Linked DNA regions of Zea mays: all the other regions are linked to region 3. The links are chromatin contacts, called in public Hi-C maps. All regions are on one chromosome and are shown on one strand. The core of a region is the stretch at or near the end of the contact, and the rest is flanking DNA. Distances in the headings are between cores, read along the strand shown.

What was found. Hi-C and Micro-C count contacts between places; a contact is called where the count stands out from the background.
Region 1: a Hi-C map of ear shows a contact between it and region 3, with 2.2 times the contacts expected there. The contact joins the promoter of LOC103646882 here to the promoter of LOC103646884 in region 3. A contact is called at or near these places in 2 of 25 Hi-C or Micro-C datasets (ear and leaf).
Region 2: a contact with region 3 is called in a Hi-C map of ear, with 2.1 times the contacts expected there. The contact joins the promoter of LOC100193542 here to the promoter of LOC103646884 in region 3. A contact is called at or near these places in 2 of 25 Hi-C or Micro-C datasets (ear and tassel).

The regions. Positions count from the first base shown.
Region 1 is chr2:116,694,991-116,698,964 of Zm-B73-REFERENCE-NAM-5.0, forward strand. LOC103646882 (disease resistance protein PIK6-NP) reads right to left here and starts at 1,809. Exons shown (of 2, transcript XM_008671510.3): 1 at 713-1,809; 2 at 1-495. The coding sequence starts at 1,602.
Region 2 is chr2:117,455,017-117,458,984 of Zm-B73-REFERENCE-NAM-5.0, forward strand. It overlaps LOC100193542, which reads left to right and starts at 1,618. Exons shown (of 5, transcript NM_001138653.1): 1 at 1,618-1,937; 2 at 2,401-2,576. The coding sequence starts at 1,866.
Region 3 is chr2:117,149,092-117,153,358 of Zm-B73-REFERENCE-NAM-5.0, forward strand. LOC103646884 reads left to right here and starts at 1,566. Exons shown (of 2, transcript XM_008671512.3): 1 at 1,566-1,887; 2 at 1,956-2,532. The coding sequence starts at 1,688. The coding sequence ends at 2,271. It overlaps LOC103646885 (zinc finger CCCH domain-containing protein 24), which reads right to left. Exons shown (of 14, transcript XM_008671513.3): 14 at 3,786-4,267. The coding sequence ends at 4,051.

The sequences.
Region 1 (3,974 bases), core at 559-3,058, 450 kb before region 3:
TCGACCTCATAGTCTTCTGGATACACACTTAGGTACAGTAAGCAAGGCTTCAGATATGAAGGTAGGTCATAATAGCTCAGAGACAGTATCCACACGGTGTCATCTACTTGTTTGTTGTTATCTTTACCGCCGCCGCGGTAGAAACCGCGAGAGCTGCACACCTCCAACCAGTCTTCTCTCGATTTACCCACCAGCAAGCTTGCCATTGTGATGATAGCCAATGGTACACCGCCACATTTGTTAAGAATCCTTTGAGACGCCTCTTCAGGATGATTAGCCGGACATTTGTCCTCACCCCCAAACAGCCTCATATAAAATAGCTTCTTCGAGCTGTCATGAGGGAGCGGATGTAGCTCGTAAACCTTCTCGCTGGAAGCTACTTGTCGGTTGCGAGTGGTTGTGATTACCCTACTCTGCTTATTCTTCTGATCAAAAGCTAATTTGATTGTTTCCCAAGATTCTGTATCCCAAACGTCGTCGATAACGATCAAGTACCTACCATGCGTAAAGATAGCACTGAAATTAACTAATAGAAGATGATTTATTAATTGTAGTATTAACATTGTTTAAAATAATCCTTTAGAATAATTGTTATCTAATTTATGAAGACAATATTTTCTTTCTATGAACAAGACGCGCGAAGCAGAGAAATTATAGAGAGGCCATAAATCATTTCGTGGCTGGCTACTAAATAATTCATGTATGTGTATACCTCTTGTCTTGTAGAAATGTTCGTAGTCCGTCGGTCAACAGCTGTAGGTCCTTTACTTCACGAATGGCCTCGTGCTTATGTACGTCGAGACGGAAGAAGATGCTGGTAAAGACTTGCACCAGGTCAGGTTTCCGGCCAACCGAAACAAACGCTTCATAGTCATATCGCGGTTTGAGCTCGTCGTAGACGGCCTTGGCAAGAGTGGTCTTTCCCAGGCCACCAGCTCCGACCACAGAAACTATCTTCATCTTGTCACCGCCACTGGCAGAGACGTCGATGTCGTCCTCGGGGCAGCGGGACGACGGCAGCGGCAGAAGCATGGCCATGACCTCAGCCTTGGACCTGTCCATGCCGACCAGCTGTGCCGCTTCCCTGTGCATGTATGCGAGGCGAGGATCCAGCGTCCTCGCCGGCGCAGGCGCTGCCACCGGAACGGCGTACCTGTCGCGGCGGTCAGCCACCTCCCGGAGCCGTTCCTTCATCTTCTCTATGGCGCCAGCTATGGTGTGACACTCCTTGCTCTTTTTGAACAGCTTCCTCATCTTTTCCATGGCGCCAGCTATATTGTCCAGGAGACGACGACCAAGACGACGACGTTTGCCGAGGCCATCCTTTTTCTCAGCCGGTGCGTCGTTGACGAGGAAGGTATCGAGGATGTCCTCCATGTCGTACGACGCCTCCCTGACCTCGCGAGCCCAGAGCTGGACCTGTTGATCAAGATGCTCCGGCGGCACCTCCGCCACGGTGCGGAGAGCCACGTGCGCGCTCTCGAGCTCATTTTTCAGAGACTCGATTTCCTCCGGCAGGCACGCCTGCAGCTGGTACTCAGCCAGGAGCAGCTCGCCGAGCTTGCGGATGATGCTGCCCACGGCGCCGGCCACAAGATCCATGGCGACGAAGCCGTGGAGCTAGCTAGCCGCTGCTCAGGACATGAGAGGGGCCAGTGTGAGTGTAGATGATTGCCGTGCTAAGGTACCTGGTGCTCTAATAATTGTATATATAATATTATTATATTACCAAAGCATAGACGAATCGATGCCATCCACCGCGTAAAGCCATGGAGGCATCCAGGAAAGCGCGAAACGCACTTTAGGCTGTTTCTAACAGGTTCTCCACTCTCCTAAATAATATTCATTATCGTTTATGCACTACCGAAAATAGTTGTTTTGCAAGCACTCGGCAAAGTCTAAAAAATACTCGACGAAAATTTTACCGAATGCGACACGCTTTAAAAGATTTCGTCTCCTATATTTCATCGTCTCCATCATCGATATCTCATCCTTTCTAATATACCAACTTAATTAACAGAATATATTATTTTACTAAACAACAAATACTAATTAAACGAAGGTTTGGCTTCAATATGTACCAGTCATGAATTAGCAATTAGTAAAAAAAAAATAGAAAAAACAAATCATGAACACCATGTCCGTCAGCGAGTACCGAGATCGACTCCTACAGTTGTCTCGCAATGCACTAGAAGATGTCAACACTGATGCAAAGAGACTTGTAACACCTAATTTGTAAGAGATCATATAAAAGGGGAAAAGTGTTTTCTTTTATATATATGTGTGTCATCTCAATCTATCATTTCATGTGAACACCTTACACAAATAAATAATTAACAAGAGACACTCCAATAAATTGTGCATCATGCTGAAATTTTATGTGGTGTGCATTTTGTGACATAAGATAAAAAATCATGTGAAAAGAGATATATCAAAGTTCAAAATAGAATTTAAGACCTAAAGGAAAATTCAAGAAATTTGGAAAAAAGAAGAAAATATATAGACAAAAATAAATATTATAAATAAAATAATAGTATATGCAAAATTGTACCCTTAATCTGAGGGAGCTTTACCATAGTGTAAGTTTGAATTTTGAATTTTGAATTCCAAACTCAAAAGGAAAAACAAAACAAAATATAAAAGAAAAAGAATAAATGGGGAAAACCGCGCGTGGGCCCTGAACTACAATTCGGCCCATCTCCCCTTTTACTCCTGCGCAGCCCAATCTCCTTCATTCCTCACGCGCAGCCACCCGATCGTGCGGGGCCCACATGGTCGTCTCACTCGCGCTGTCCTAGTCTCCTGGTCGCGCGGCGCTTATCAATGACTGGTGGGGCCGCCCTGGCGGAAGCCTCCTCCCCGCGGACTTCGTGTAAAAGAAGCCGAGATCCTTCGCATGGCTGACCTCGTCGCGCCGCCCATTTCGGTCGGGCCGCTGCGACTCTGCCTCAGAGTATTTAGCCCTGAGTCGTCTACGCCGTGCGCCCTAATCTAATCCCGCGTCCACGTTGTACGACTCCGCCGCGTAGCTAGTTTCCACCGCCGCTGTTGCCATTGCGAACTCGTCCGAGCCGCCGCCGCCATCGTGGATTCGCATTCCGGTCGCCGGTTTCGCCTCTGTCGGTGGTCAGGGAGCTTCGCCTCGATACGTGGGTGGTGTCCGTGGCATCGTCGCACAGCTAGGAGCTCTAGCCGCGGGCAATTTCGCGCCGGTGTTGGTCCTGCGTGGTGGATCCGCCTTGTGCCGCGAGTGGTGCTCCTCTGCGCGTCATCCGTGGTGAGTCTGCCCCCACTCTATTCGCCCTAATCTCCGCTGCGTATAACATTCTTCGGATCGGATTTTGGGGTGCTGCGCCATGGGTGGCGGGCGCGGCGGGCGAAGCGCCGCTGTGCGGTCTTACACGCCGTCGGGCCGGTAGTGGGAGGTAGGGGACGACCCTTGGGCCGTGTGATCTATGATCGACGGCTACAGTTAGCGCGAGTTAACGTTTCGGCCTAATGCGCCAGGGTCGTCTGATCGGGATCGGATGGGAGAGAGCTGTGTGTGTTTCCTGGCCATGGATCTTGGATCCGAAGGCCTGCGTTGCGTACTGGTTCATGCGAAACCTGGATCTAATCTGGGCCCTCAATGTCTGATCGGGCGGCTCAGTTTCGCCCGTACCCGTTCGGCCCGGCCAAAATGCAGATCAGCCCCTCGGCTTTATCAAAAACAACTCGCCGTCCTATTACACAGTGCGCTGTGTCTTGGCACTTTTCTGTATTAAACCCTAGACTTTCTAGAAAATGAGGCCCAGTCCCGTGCCTATTTAAATTGTATCAATGAATTAGAAATTGAATATTTAATATGAAAATAAATGCTAGGAATTGTATAATTAATAGAAAATTCATATGAACTCCAAATTAACCTATTCCACTTTCTAAATTTTTGTAATATTATTTTCTATCACTTAGAGTCTCTGTTTTGACATGAAAAC
Region 2 (3,968 bases), core at 368-2,867, 310 kb after region 3:
AGTGACCCGATTGATTAAGGGAAAGGATCACTCGGTCTAAGTGACCGTTTGAGAGAGGGAAAGGGTTGAAATAGACCCGGTCTTTGTGACCTCCTCAACGGGGACTAGGTTCTTTGGAACCGAACCTCGGTAAAACAAATCACCGTCTTCATTCGCTTGATTTCCATTTGATTTGTTTTCCTCTCTCTCCGGGACTTGATTTTAGTTCTAACGCTAACCCCGACTTGTAGTGTGTGTTTAAAGTTGTAAATTTCAGATTACGCCTATTCACCCCCCTCTAGGACTTTCAGGTAGTACTATACATGATTTTTTTTTCATTTTGGCTCTTTTTCGGAAAAAATCACGTTTGGACCCTAGAAAATTTTAATGTCATTTTTTGACCCTTTGCTCGGCGCCATAGCCTATGGCGCCGATGTACGCGCTGCGCTGGCACAAACCAGACGTCGTGGCACCGACGTGGCCCGAGCTCGACGCCACAGATCTTGGCGCCGAGTTCGATTGTGTTATCAAGAGTTATGTTGGAAAGATGTAAGCACAAAGCTTGTCTAGCTTAGTTGGTAGAGTGCAAGACTCGTAACCTTGTGGTCCTAGGTTTTCAAGCCTCATATTTTGTGTTTCAATACTTTTTTTTGTCTTTGTCACTGAATTTTTTTTGTTTAAGTCGCTGATGTATCCGTACAGATTTATTTCTCATCCAGATTTTTTTGTCTTTATCACTACTCATCCAAATATCAAGATGATTATAGCAAGGTAAAACTGTGCCACTTCCTTGGCAAGGTGAAACTGCTCGGATTCGAGTGAGCTTCCCAAGTGTATGTTTGCTTGAATAATGAAGTTAGGACATAGAAGCACATCTATACAATTAATCTCTTTACATTTCCTAGAGCACAAGTAAAAAGGTTTTGTGTGCAGGTACTAAGTGACATAAGCAAAAAAAATTGGATGAGAAATAAATCTAGACGGACACATCAGCGACATAAACAAAAAAACAAATTAGTAACAAATACAAAAAAAAATCTAGGTAAGATTTAAATCTGGACGGACAAATCAGGGACATAAACAAAAAAAAAACAAATCAATGACCAGGACAAAAAGTATTGAGAACGCAAACTGTGGGCTTGAACCAACACCACAAGGTTAAAAGCATTGCGCTCTACCAACTAAGCTAGACAAGCTTTGTGCTTATGTGTTCCCAACAAAACTGTTAATAACACAACTGAGCTCGGCGCCAAGATCTGTGGCACCGAGCTCGGTGCCACGTCGACGCCACGTCGTCCGGGTTGTGCCGACACAACACGTATCTCGGCGCCATAGTCTATGTCGCCGAGCAAAAGGTCCAAAAACGAGATTAAAATTTTTTAGTCTAAATATGATTTTTTTTCCAAAAAAGCGCCAAAATACAAAAAAATTCGGTACTATACACTAGCCTACCTATGGCTACAATATATATTCTAAGTAATTTCACTCATAAGCCAAAAAGAAAAAAAAGAAAAGGATAGTTTTGAATGAAAGAGGCCCAGCCTATCCATTTTCCAGCCCACAAAGAATTGGTTAGGTTATAGAAGCCCGCCTACGGAATACTTCCCCTATGCAGTGGACGGACGGACTGTGCCTGCGGAAAGGAGTAAGGGGGAAAACATCATAGGTCCTCTTTGCGCGACGGCCGCCGCCTCCTCTTTGTAGTTTCATTCCGCCGCCGCCGCTCCCCGCTCTCTCCTCTGCTTGCGGACTGCGTGGAGCACCAGCGGCGGCCAGCGGGCAGGAGGAGCTCCCTCCCCAAACAGAGAGGGGTGGGGTATCAGTGCGTGCGCTCCTGGAGGAGGGCGTGGAAGAGCAGAGCAGGCGGCAAGCAGGGGTTTGGGAGGATGGTTTCGCTCTCGACTTGGTTCCGCTATGCCGCACACAAGTTTGATTACTGCATCTCCCTCTCGTTGAAGGTGCTGCACCTATCCATCTATTCCCCAGCCCCATGTTTCTTCTAAATCCTACTCCACCCTCTCTCAAGATCCAAGGACCCTAGTAGCAGCACATCTTGCTCTGTAATTAATTCCCTCTATCTACCTTTGAGTCTGTACACTCGTCGATTCTACCACACTGTTCAATCCATTTGCCCTTCACCACAACACTGTTGTACTTGTACACTAGCTTAGCTGGACTATATGGAAAATTACATCAATCAAATAACGCTACCGCTACGCGTGTTATGCCTGCAGCAGCAACAACTATGGAATAATAGCACAACGTGGACTGATTTTTTATTGTCTGCTCAGGAATAGAGGTCGAGACTGCAAACACAACACCACATTTTCCCCCCATTTTCACGTCATCATGTTATAACATTTTTTCTTGAACTCTTTTCTTATACATGCATTTCTCTTCTCTGCATCCGTATCCAAGCAGAAATATAATGTGGGCCAGATCAGCAGCACGCAGCTAACTGATGTGATATTCAAAAATTTCTTCCATGGCAAGCTCACCTACGTGTGTCAGACCAAAGGGGAAGAAGCCATGGCTCCCATCGTATCTCCAACTGGAGGAGCCGTCCTTGTCAGAAAGCTCGCAAATTTGAGCCCCACGTAAGCACTTAATTTCCTTTCTCCTCTGCCCTTGGTTAGCTGCAGTCTTCTTTTTTATGTTGCCAGTCACTAAAAAATGCTATTCCTTAGTCCGCAATGTATGCATGCGCTCAAGGTTTATTTTGTGGCGGAAAATTAAGTATCTGCACCAATACATCAAAAGTTGAATAACGGGGAACACTTTAGGTGACAATTTATACAATACTAGCTCATTCGGAAATTCCATTGAAATCCTGGAAGTACCATTTTTAAAATGGTTGCTCCTATGCTTTTTTATTTACATTCCACCTATCACATTTCTATTTCTTTCATGGCCCTATTATAGCATCTAAAATTCACTGAACTTGTCTGCAATAAGTTGGAACCAGTGAAATTTGACAAGTGTTTGTGCCTTAACTGTTAAGTATCCGAAGCCAGAGTTTTGTGTGTGTAAATTTATATATTGTTCTTCCTTATACTGGGATTTACCCAAGATATTCATTGGTATTGCTCAGTGCTCACCTTTAGTGTGCACACACAACCAGAGTGACTTAATCTATATAATGTAGAGGTTCAAACACAGTAGTTATGACATGGGTGCATGCCTGATCTTCTCGTCTTAGGACCGTGGATATCATTGATCCATGTAAACTGGCGAATTGATGGCTCAAACAGGCTACATCTGTGGGACAATAAACTGTGATAAAAGGAATTTGTGCCAAGTATATGTGTGATCAATGTATACGGAACGAGGCAAGGCAGACAAACTGCTGCATCACAAGGATGCCCAAGAACACAAGAAGTAGATAATTACTCCCAATTCTGAAGGGGGCAACTACGGAAAAGAACAGGAGCGCTTACCTTCTTTATTTTTCTGAATTTGATTCCTGGTTAGGGTTTTAGTATAGTATCCCTCCTATTTGGGCTGGTTGGGTTTACATAGCCCAGTCTTGTCTTGTGGGCTTGGTATAGCTTACACCAAAACATTGATGATTCTTTGTGCACAATCCAGATGGCGGTAGGTCTTGCACATTTGGATGTAAACTTGGACAAGGTTTCCATCCATATACAATACAGAATTGGGACTCTTGCATTCATACCCCTGTTTTGTATTAAAATTGTGGTTTTGCTCCCTGTTTTTTAACTTTGTTTTTTTGACTGGATGTTTTTTTAACTTTGTGAATTTAGGGCATGTTTGGAAGTAAAGTATTTTATAGTTTCTAGGAAATACCATGATTTTTTGTAATACCATAGTATTTTATGCTATAAGGTGTCTGATTGCATTTCTGAAATCTATGTTTTCAAAACCATACCATGGTATTTTTGGAGTATTGGAAACTCCACTCCAATCCAAAGTTTTCATGGCATGGCTAGCTTTTGCCTAATACCATGGTTTACAATGTTGTATCCAAA
Region 3 (4,267 bases), core at 316-2,815:
ACGTCGAAGGTATTTATGCACTATGGTGCACTGTGTACAAAATATGTTTCCTATTGCATTCGCATAAATTTAGGATGGCAAGAATTTGAGTTGAAAGGAAATGGAATGGTATGTATGTAAACAAAAATTTGATTTTTCAATGCTTTATTTCGTCCGTAAAATATAATCTCGTCGGGTTCAGAAGCGTCGTCAGCGCTTGCCTGCCCGCCTCAGGAGCGTCGCCGTCGCTCGATCCTGGGGGAGTGCCGCTGCCGGTCGCCCGCCTCGGCGCGCCACCGCCGCTGGCCCCCGGGATCGCCACCACTCGCACGCCCGAGGAAACCGCCGCCGCCGCTCGCTCGCCCGAGGGAACCGCCACCCACACTAAAACCTAATCCCTAGCGACCGGGTGTTTTTATAGCCGCCCGAACCTGGTGCGGCTGAACCGTTGAGCCAATGCTTCCTCTAGTTATTGGAAGACCAGGGCTCCAAATGTACAAACTATATATATATATATATATATATCTCCCTAGGCTACTGTGTTCAAGGATTTCTGGTCTAATCTCAACATCTGTCGTGGTTAGAGTTTCGACTAGGGGTGTTAGAGCTACTGTGTAATGGGTGGTGATGGTGTCTATGTAATGGGCCTAGGCTCAACTACCTCTATATTAATATACATCTCCCAAACCCAGATTAGGGTTGGAGTTTCCAATCTAACAGCAACGCACATGCATTATACTAGTTTTCTTATAATTATAACTCGTGCTAATACTACGATCCCGGAAAAGGGAGGGGGAGGGCTCGATGGCGGTGACGGTGCAAGGGTAGTTGCCGATAGCGATGCGAGTAAGGGGGAGGGGATGTTGGGGTCAGGGGGAGGTCCAATGACGCGAGGGAGGGACCGACGACGGTAGAGCGAGGGGGAGGAGGGGGTGGCGAGGTCGAGGGGGAGGCAGGGAGCGGTGGGATCGCGGGGGAGGGATGAGACATGATTCAAATAATATTGGCCATTGGATTTGAGTAAGGGAGAGAGGGGAGTTATCCAGCGATTTAAACCGTTGATTTTGATGATATGCTAAGTCTTGGTGCCTTTTGTTGAGTGTGTTTTACAAAGTTTAAACTTGTGGATGTAATGGTATAGAAAAAACGGCTTCGGAGAATGTACATGCACAATAAAATACAACGCAAAACGATGATCTCTTTCAGAAGGCATGCATACATATCAAAGAAACAAGATTCCGACTCCATCTGCACTATCATGTATATAGTGGATGCAATGTTGTTCTATGCCTGAGGAGGAACGTGGGGGTTCTCAACATCGCCGGCGGCGGTGGCCATGGCGTGGTGCTGTCACACTCCCATTCCCATGTCTGCAGCTGAAGGCTGACTAGAAGGCAGCGCCGCACGGCCCACCGGTTTGGACATGTATAGATACATGAGAAGGGCAGCGATATAGGCAGCGCAGCAATGCCATCATAGGCCACCTGTCAGTCATATATACACCGTATGCATGTACAGGGCGGGGAGAAATTTAGCATCTCTTCTATTAAAACCTCACCCGGTTTCAAGCGTTGCCCGCACTTCACGCGTTCATCGACCACCGCGTGTACGACACGTGGCCGCGTGAGCCCACACTCTCGGACCCGACTTCTTCCTTTGATTCAGCTGAGCGAGCGCTTGCGTCCGTGTTCCCCACTTCCGCTTACACATGCCTCGCCTCCTCGCAGGCCCTTCAACCCCTCTGCCGCCCATCTACGCCCTTGCCTCCTCCTCACGCGAACCCACTCGCCTCCAGCCTATGGCCAACGAGCAAGCTGCCCCCGCCGCCTCCTACGCTGGAGACGACCGAGGAGCCTCCGCCCTCGCCTCCTCCTTCGTCGCCGCCGCCGGAGGACTTCCGGCAGAAGGGTAAGGTGTTCGTGGGGAACCTGCTGCTGTGGGCGAGGAAGCCTGACATCGCAGAATTCTTCTGCCAGTTCTAGCCGCTGGAGAAGGTGGAGCTGGTGCGGGGCCACGACCATTCCGAGAGCAACATCCGTAGGCCGCTGGTGTCGCCATGCTGGGGAACGACGTCGATCTGCTGCACGCTGGTGCGGCGGTGCTGCCGTCCTCGGCGACTCACCCTGGAGGCCTGGACCGTCGGCTGTCCAGCCGAGCCGCAGCGGTGCGGGTGCAAGGCACGACAGCTGTGAGGCTGAGGCATCGCCGACGAGGACAACAACGTGTCGAGCTCCGAACGGTGCCCGTGCTGCCCTCCCGCCTGTCTTCTCCTGTTTACACTGCAGCAGTTGAAGATAGCTAATCGACAATGCAAGGTCAAGGCCTCTACCGGTTGTAACGGATTGGTAATTAGCATGTATCTGAAACCTCGTTTGCAACCAAAGTTCACTGCTATTTTAGTTTGTCAGCAATATGGGATTGTTTTGGATACAAACTATATAGCTCTAGATAAAATAGTTCCAAATCTTGCTTTTTATATCCAAACACACTAGCTCCATGAAATCTGAAGCACCCAAAAATTCATATTTGGGAGCAAGATCCATGAATTTTCTGGAGCATCAAGAACCTGTGAATTTCTGGACTTCGCCAAAACTATCTGCCAGGCCACTGGGGCGTACCCAGTGCCCTAGGCTTCCCGTACTATGCGGGGTATGGGGAAGGGTATCTTTAAGTGCCAAGGCTTACCCGCATAATATGCAGAGGGTAGGGCTCGAACCTGGGACCTTCCGATTACAGACGGTAGGCTCTACGCCAAGCCTTACCTGCATAATATGCAAAAGTTGGATACTACTCCGTTACTGCCGCTTAAAAAAATCTCAGTCTAACCTCCAAGGCTGCTATCAACTAGAATACCTATTAACTGGTATCCATTGAATATATGTCGTGTGTAACACATTATCGCAGTAATGGAGTCAAGGGTACCTGAAAAGTTAATCTGATGGCACATGCGCCTCATGCTCAGGAATTCAGTAAGTTATGCAATAATTGTTTTTGTCGAAGTGTAAGACTTTATAAGTTAAAAATGATTTTAATATACTTCGTTATTTCAACAACAATAACAACGAAACCTTTTAGTCCCAAACAAATTGTGGTGGGCTAGAATTAAAACCCAACAAAACTCACAAGCAATATTTTTGGTTATTTATGAAATAAAATAAGTGCCAGGATCACCAAAAAGTTATTTATGCAGTTCTCTGTTGGTGACACGATTCCTCTCCTACTATTTAACCGAGCTTTGAAAAATTGAACCAATAGGACATGAGTTGCAACCCTACAAAAGTACTAAATGTGGCTTTAGTAGATGTAGCGCCTTAATTTGACAATTCAGTGGGGTCATCTCCAGTTAAGAATCATGTTGTTCCCCTTCTTTCTTAAGAACAATTGGTGAAGCGGGAATAATGTGGTTAAGTCTGTTTTGCATCTTTTTGAACTCTAACACACAAGAGAATGAATATTCAGGAAGAGGAAAACTTCAATTTCCTGAGCATCACTAACATATTTCTTGTCTGACACGATGCTCTATTTCTGTAAATACATTTCTATTAGGATTTGCAAAGATACCTCTGAACAACCTGATCTTGCAACTCCGGTCTCTCCCCAGTTTTTCCATAGTGTAGGTGGCTGGTACAAAGCGTCCGATAGGACGCTGCCTATTTCTAGTAGCAGATACAAATGCTAGCACGGTTGGGCCAACACTAGCTCTCATGCACGGTTTTCTTCCCTGACTAGGATGTCACTCCAGGTTGGACCATCGATATAAAAGCTGAGCCAGGTATGGCTACTAGCACACATTTTACGTACACGAATTAGTCCTACTATGCCATCCATTTAACACGAAAAAGAAATACATACCAGTGATTAAGTGTAGCCGAACAGAAGGCAAATCCGAAAGAGTAACCACCAACACCAACCGTCATGGCCTCTCAATCGAATAGATGTTACTAAGTTACAACATATGGATGGGCCAAGGTGAGGAGGAAAAACAGATATGGTCCTCGACACAAAGGTCAAAAATCTCTTAACAAGAATCTGAGGCACGCCAGCTGCGTCCAATTGGTAGACACACTTCCTTCACCTCTCAAAAAGCATAACCATCTCGCAATGCGGTGTGTGAGGGAACAGATCGACAGCCATTGCCCTCTTGGGGATAAAAGGTTCAGAGTTGGGCATCGACTTCGTCCTCTGCCGAGCGAGACCCGCGCTGCTCATAGACCGCCACCCTCGGTTGCCTTTGTTCTTCTCTTGTTTCTCGGGTGTTGGTGTGCAAAGCTCGATCCCGTTGGCGACT